2 separate regions of the Zea mays genome follow, and region 1 is linked to region 2. A link is a contact called in public HiChIP or PLAC-seq data. All regions are on one chromosome and are shown on one strand. The core of a region is the stretch at or near the end of the contact, and the rest is flanking DNA. Distances in the headings are between cores, read along the strand shown. Region 1 holds the start of LOC100216886. Region 2 holds the start of LOC100273925.

Region 1 (3,476 bases), core at 277-2,776, 270 kb after region 2:
TCGTCCATCTTCCCCATCTTGCAGAAGTACTTGAGAAACACATTGTATGTGACCACATTTGCCCGCTTCTTACGTTTCTCCATCCTAAGCCTGATTTCATGGGCACCCTGAGCGTCCCCCTTCTCACAGAACCCATTTATAATGGTATTGTACGCCACATGTTTTGGCTCCAAACCAACCTCCACCATCTCATCCAAGAGCTTTACTGCTTTCCGGACCTCACCCTTGCAACACAGCGCACCAATGAGCACATTATAAGTGACAACATCTGCTTTCACACCTTTCTCCTTCATCTCATCGAGAAGCCCTGAAACACTTCTCCAATCCCTACTAGTGGTAAACCCTGTTATCAAGCAATTATAAGTTTTAACATTTGGACTAATCCCCTTCCCTGCCATAGCGTCCTTGGCTGCCGCTGCCTCCTTCATTTTTCCAAGCCGCCGGTATCCATCGACCAAGGTATTGTAAGTAATCACATTGGGTTTCATGCCCCTCTGTGCAATGCCATCAACCCAACCCTCAGCTTCCACCATCATGCCTTTCTTGCAAAACCCGTTCAGCACACTGTTCATGGTAGACAATATGCATGCCAACCCCAGCTCCTCCATCTCTTCCACCAGCTTGATGCTGTCCTCCACCTTCCCCTCTCTGCAGAGCCCTGAAACAAGTGAATTGTATGTCACCACATTCGCAGGAATCCCCTGCTGTCTCATCTCCTGGAAGACCTTGATTGCAGCTGTAATGTTGGGCTCCTTACAATACCCATTAATCAGCACATTGAATGTGACCACGTCAGGAGAAATTCCAGCTTGGATCATCTCTTTCAACAGCGCATCGACATGGTACATTTTTCCAACTTGTCCGCGTTTGCAGTAACCGTCGATGAGGGTGTTGTAGGTGGCGACCGAGGGCGCCACCCCCCACGCACTGATGTTCTTGGCGACGTCACCGGCCTTGCGGAGCTGCCCAGTCTTGCAGAACCCGGAGATGACGATGTTAAAGGTGAACAAGTCCGGCGACACGCGCCGCCGCAGCGCCGCCCTGAACGCCCGGTCGGCGAGGTCGACCCGGTCGGCGCGGACGAGGGCGGCGAGCAGGGCGTTCACGGAGAAGGCCGAAGGGCGGTAGCGCGGGCAGTCGGCGCCGGCGAGGAGGAATGCCTCGTACGCGGCCAGCGGCTGGGAGGCCCGGGCGAGCGCGAGGACGAGCATGTCGGCGACGAGCGGGCCGGACGAAGCGGGGAGGGCGCGGAGGATGGACGCGGGCGAGTGGAGGCGCCCCGCGGCGAGGACGTGGAGCTCGGAGCGGAGGAGAGAGTGGAGGCTGCCGTCGGAGGCGAGACGGGCCAGGAGGAGCGCGTGGAGCCGGAGCGGGAGCGGCGCGCGGAAGTGGGCGCGAGACCAGCGCGCGATGGCGACGAGGCGCGGGAGCGGGGGCGGCGGGGAGGTGCGGAGGAGGAGGTGGAGAACGCGGTGCGCGGCGGACGCAGTTGGCGCGCCGCCGCTCGTAAGCGCCAGCACGCGGCCGAAGCGGCCCGCCGTGAGGTGCGCCAGCAGCGTGGCGAGCGCCATCGGGTATCGGGGTGGGTACTGAATAATGATTCGGGGTTCGTTCGTCCCGCTTAGAGATGGCAAGGGGTACCCGCTACCCGAAATCTGGTGAGATTTTCTCTATTAGAGTATAAGTTTGAGTCAATTTCTGTATTCATAAGTTTGTTAATGGGTTCAAATAAAAATCCAACGCGTACGTGGGCATGGATTTATTCTTCCATTACTCATATCCGCAAACCCATGTGTTTTTAAAACCCGCCTTAAAATCAACATTCCTTATAAATATGTCTTATAATATTATTAATTGAATATGTTCTAATTAAAATAAACTTTATGTAACAAATTTTAGTCTAAAATTAGTTATCATTTGTTCCTTTTATGCTAGTTTATTAATGTATTGATTGTCATTTACATGATGAATTATTTTTTATGTTGACATTAGTGGGTATGGGAAACCCGTTTGGTACCCGAAACCCGATGGGTATGGGTTTGGTCAAAATTTTATATCCGTCATAGGTATGAGTTTTTTAGCGGGCTTATTTTTCTTCGCGGATATGGATTTGAACAAGTAATACCCAGCGGGTTTTTATCCATTGTCATCTCTAGGCGCGCTCGCGGACATGGCCACAAGGGGTTGGATGCTTCGTTTAGTGCTAGTTTCGTTGGAGATTAGAAAGAAAAAAATTAGTTTATTTTTTCTCTCAATCTTGCACAGGGATCGAAATGAGTTAAAGGTATTAAATCATTTTTAGTTAAAACTGAATAGAATGAAGAATAGATTATTTTTCTATGGTGGGCTAAACCTCACCGTTAGTGATAATAATTTAACCCGTAACCCTGAAACTCGACGGTTACTCGATCCGACGGGTGAGGATATAGGTGAAGATATTGATCTACGGGTGTAACTCGCATCCGACCTAAAGTTTCACAGGTGTAAGTGCGGGTTTCTATTTTAACCCGCGAGTTATCCGTACCTGACTTTAGATTTGCTTTATTCTTTATTTTGCGTAAAAATTTGACTAATGATTTATGAAATGTTTTGTTGTTGCTCAACGTGAGAACTACATTTTTGTTGGTACTTAATTGTTTATAGCTGAATTATTGTTTAAAAGCGCACCTGAAACCCGATGAGTTTGGTGCGGGTTTGGAATTGCACCTGCCGGTGGATTTAGGTAGACTTTATGGTGCGATCACGAGCTGGTTTTTGTTCCAACCGATCCAAACCCAACACGTTCCCATCTCTACTCACGGTTGGCTCAACCAAGGCTTACTAGCTCTTCAACTTGGGAAGGTGTGATCTATTTTGGGAAGGTCTGGCTCAACCAAGACTTCATGTGGCATGTATTCATATAGTCTTTCTGCATAGATTACTATTCGAGATATCTCATATTTACTGGAACCAGTATACAGTCTGTGCTAACGCTACTATCCTAGATAAGGGAGGGGCTAACGGCGGCGACGACGAGATCGTGGGAAGGAGCGGTATGATGGATGATCCAAATAATATTGTTCGTTGGATTTGAGTAAGGGAGAGAGATTTATCCAGCAATCTAAACTGTTCGTTTTGATGATAGGTTAAGTTTGTGTGCAATTTATTTGATGAATTTAGTGAAGTTTGTGCCGTGGAGTAATTTGATTGAGTGAGTTTTGCAAAGTTTAAATACAGTAATTTGATTGGGTAAGTTTTGCAAAGTTTATGCCGCGGAGCAATTTGATCGGACGCGTCATCTTTATAGAACCATTCTGATACCTTTGATGCATATCTTTAATACCGTTGAAATTAGAAACATAAATACAGTCACATATAATCTACCAGACTGCCTAAACCAAGGTGCTTCCCTATACAAAATTTCACAGGGCGTGGGTAAATGCATCCATTGCTTGCCCTGATCTCTCTCACGGTCAAGGCAGAATCAGACGTGCAGC
Region 2 (3,805 bases), core at 785-3,284:
AGCATCCTTACAGCACTGAAAGAACTGTAATTACAAATATCACCAAATAAATGAAACAATCCAAATATTGACAACACAAATATGTAAACAAGATGCATCCCTTCAGAATCATTAACAATTTTGTCCACCACTTGCAGTTCTTGCATGTAACTCCTCAAAGGTATCACCATCCGACGGTCGTCTTTCACCTGCCCAAACATCAACAAGACAAGAACAAAAGTGTTGTTGCATCAACATGAACTTATTAACATGAACAAAAAAAAGGTGATATCAACACCACACCTGACTTAGTATCATGTTCAACTTGGACAATCGGTTTCCTCCTAGGTGTTAGCTTCTTTCCAGAAGATGAAGCAAATTGAGCCCATTCTTGGGACTCATTAGTTCCCTCATGTAGTTGCAAGTCATCTGGTGTCGTGCTTGCATTTTCAACTTGCTCTACAAAAATAGGTCATCTACGTCGTTTTGGTACAGAAGACTCCCCGCGTTGATCATCGTCATCAACATAGATTTTAGGTTTTGCTCCAACCTTTGCATTTACTTTCCTGCACCTCTTCCTACAAAAGTTCAAAATTCACTAACATGTATGTCATTTAAAATAGATTAAGAAGAATTGTTGAGTACCTTGTCTTCGCGCCTGTGTATCGACACTTTGCACTTCCTGTTCTGTGGCCATACTCACCACATACACCACACTTTGACTGTCTTGTAGCTTTTACTTTTCCCTTATCAAGCCTGCATTGACAATCACATCTTATCAAGCCTGCATTGACAATCACACTCACAGTCAGTTCAGCATTGTTAATAAGACTAATTGACAATCACACTCACATATTTTAACAACTCACCCAGGTGGGAGATGTTCAAAAAAAAATATCATCAGGCAATTTGCCCCATTTGCTAGAAGTGACACCCTCCAATGAGATATCCTATATGCACCACACAATATGATAAAATACATATGAATCAATTCATCATAGAACCAAAGCAACGTTGAATTCAGTGATAGAAACCTGCACGTTGCTAGTGGTGACATTTGCAGAACCAGAGAATTCTTCATCAAAGTCCTTCTCATTGCCATCTGCCATCTGTGGCACTACAAAACATAATCAACAATAATCGCATTAAACTATGCCCAAGTACTCTATATGTTGAAATATCATAGTCCAAATATGATATGCAGCTTGACCGTGAAACAAAAACAGATGCATCTCTTTGTGATAAGCTAATAAACCAAAACGAAATGATGCGTCCTTGCCAAAGTATCCTATGCATCAGGCTGACCTAAGACATGAAGAGGCTCATGCATCATCTGTCATGGATCGATGATTATTTGCAAGGTTTCCTCTTACGATCAACATTGAAACATTAACAGTAGGCAGACCAAAACGCATTTGCACAACAGAACAAAAATCTCTTCTTCTGCCTGCAACATCCATAAGAACAACGAGGCTACAACCAAGAACAGATGAAAGAATCCAGGAGCTGAATCTTCCCAGACAGATCCAATCCAAGCACAGGAGAAGATGGGAAAGCACGAGGACGCAATGAATCACCTGAGTGGGGCGGGTGCGGGAGGAGCTGGGTGCCGCCTGGGGGTGGGGGGTGCGAACGGAAGTGGACGCCTTGTCTCCGGCGGGCGCAGCGCTGGGCGGAGACGGATGGCTCCAGTCACTGAACTAACTTTCGATTTGTTTGGATCTAGTGATCCTATTCTTACGGTGAGATTCAATTAGGATGGTTAAATGGGATTAAATGACAATTATTTAAGAGGTTAACGATAAGAGTGGTAAATATTTAATACTATTTGTAAGAGTGGCAATTGGTTAATGACTCTTTGTTAGAGTGGCAAATCTTTAGGGCTCGTTTGGCAGCCTGGTTTCCCTCCGGGATCCCGACCCAACCCCCTGGTCACGAATCCACGGGCTCAAATCTCCCCCGGGGGGAAAATTTGCATTTGGCTGCCCATTTCCCGGGCCCGATTCGCGTGAGGTCGGGCAGGAAACCCTCGCCCATCGCGGCGTCGCGGATAATGGCAAAATTGCTAATGGCTCCTCGCCCAGCCGCCGCCTCCGCCCCTCACCCAGCCGCCGCCTCCGCCCCTCACCCGCCGCCTCTCCGCCTCTTCCTCCCCTCCCCCTCCCATCGTGATCGCCCCCCTCGACCTCTCCCACCTGCCGCCATACGGCACTTCCACCCGACCGGCTTGTAGTTGGAGAGCGCCGCCACGAGCGGCACCGACGACGACGACATCGTGGGCATCTGCACGGCCGTGCACGGGCTGCACGCGTAGCACAAGCCGCGGCAGCTCGGCGGGCTCGACCCCAGCCGCACCTTCTCCTCCTCCTCCTTCGCCGCCGCCGCTCCGTCGTCGCCCTGCTGCCGCACCATTGATCCGTTAGCGTGGCACAACATTAACTCCGGCCAAGCACCCACCTGGACTGTAAGTCCCGATCCAACTCCTACCGCCTCTCCCGATGACTCTATCCATGTGATTACTTTTCTTGATGTTGTTTAGGCGCTGTAAATTTTGCACAAAGTGCTACCTGATGTTGTTTAGGCGCTATAAACTCTTTACTAATGAGTTAACTATTCATGAAAGAGCTGAGTGTCGTAGCTTATGGTATGAAAGAGCAAGAAAATTCTGTATTATTCTGGTTTTGGATGTTTTGCACTCATGAACAGCATCATCATCAGTAGCTTCAGTTCCAGATGATATGTAACATGAGTTGATTCTTGCAGTGCCGCTTTATATGTAGCTTTCGTGAAAACGTGAAAAAATTTGGACAGCTCTGCTATGTAACATGAGTTGATTCTTGCAGTTCTGATATGTAACACGAGTTGATATGTAAAGGACAGCTCTGCTATGTAACATGCTATGCAAGAATTCTGATATGTAACATGAGTTGTTAACTTTGCACAAAGTGCTACCTGATATTGACAATGTGAAAAAATTTGGACCATATTTATTAAAAAGCTGTGCAAGTGTTAAACACTAGCTCATATTGTTTGAAGTAGGGTACTCATTTATTTACTGTCCTGACATAGAACTCTACTCTATGACTGGTTTTACTTGAAGTTGAATTCTTAACCAATGTGGTATACTCTGGAGTAGATATAGAAATAGAAAAGCTGCTTAGGTATTTAAATATTGCTCATGTGTTCGTTTGAAATGGGCTGCTCACCAGTTATGCGTTTCATGTGTTTCCATTCATTCATGTGTTTCCTCGTTGATTAAAAACTGCATTTGTATGAAATGGGCTGCTCACCAATTATGTGTTTCATGTGTTTCCATTCATTCATGTGTTTCCTTGTTGATTAAAAACTGCATTTGTATGATTAGTTGGTTTTCTGGCCTTAGATTTGAAGTTAAGAATATGCTGCATTTCTATTTAGTCATGCCCTTGCACTTGGTAATAGATCATAATTTAATGGATCACAAAATTTAATGGATAGGAGCACTTATTAGTTCTATACAGGTGTGCTGATTTATTGTCTTATGTACAGGTTGAAACAATCGCTCACAGGCAACATTATCAGGTAATGTTGATTCTCACTAATGTTGCATAAATCAGTTGTTGCATTTGGTGCTGTTCTCTCACTCCACCAGAAAATGGCACATGAGTAGATGCATTTGGTAGAACTGTGTGGTGACCTTGCATTCCAGAAAAAGATTTTCTAGTGGAGTGAGAGAACAGCACAATCACTTTACCCCTCAACCATACCATGTATGAAATTTTTTATTCTTTCACATTTGAGAATTCCTTGATATGAATCAGCGATGACATTTAATATCTATGGGCCA

The links. HiChIP or PLAC-seq counts read pairs in DNA pulled down with a chosen protein or histone mark.
Region 1: a contact with region 2 is called in an H3K4me3 HiChIP or PLAC-seq map of leaf, with 3 times the contacts expected there. The contact joins the promoter of LOC100216886 here to the promoter of LOC100273925 in region 2. A contact is called at or near these places in 3 of 25 Hi-C or Micro-C datasets (ear, leaf and tassel) and 1 of 3 datasets of contacts at active chromatin or transcription factors (leaf).

The regions. Positions count from the first base shown.
Region 1 is chr3:8,565,908-8,569,383 of Zm-B73-REFERENCE-NAM-5.0, forward strand. LOC100216886 reads right to left here and starts at 1,527. Exons shown (of 1, transcript NM_001367566.1): 1 at 1-1,527. The coding sequence starts at 1,211. It overlaps LOC100277536, which reads right to left. Exons shown (of 12, transcript NM_001151067.2): 12 at 3,280-3,476. The coding sequence ends at 3,453.
Region 2 is chr3:8,300,291-8,304,095 of Zm-B73-REFERENCE-NAM-5.0, forward strand. It overlaps LOC100273925, which reads left to right and starts at 2,035. Exons shown (of 6, transcript NM_001148317.1): 1 at 2,035-2,443; 2 at 3,508-3,540. It overlaps LOC103649655, which reads right to left and starts at 1,720. Exons shown (of 6, transcript XR_563635.3): 1 at 1,557-1,720; 2 at 1,014-1,096; 3 at 849-929; 4 at 625-763; 5 at 283-557; 6 at 1-188.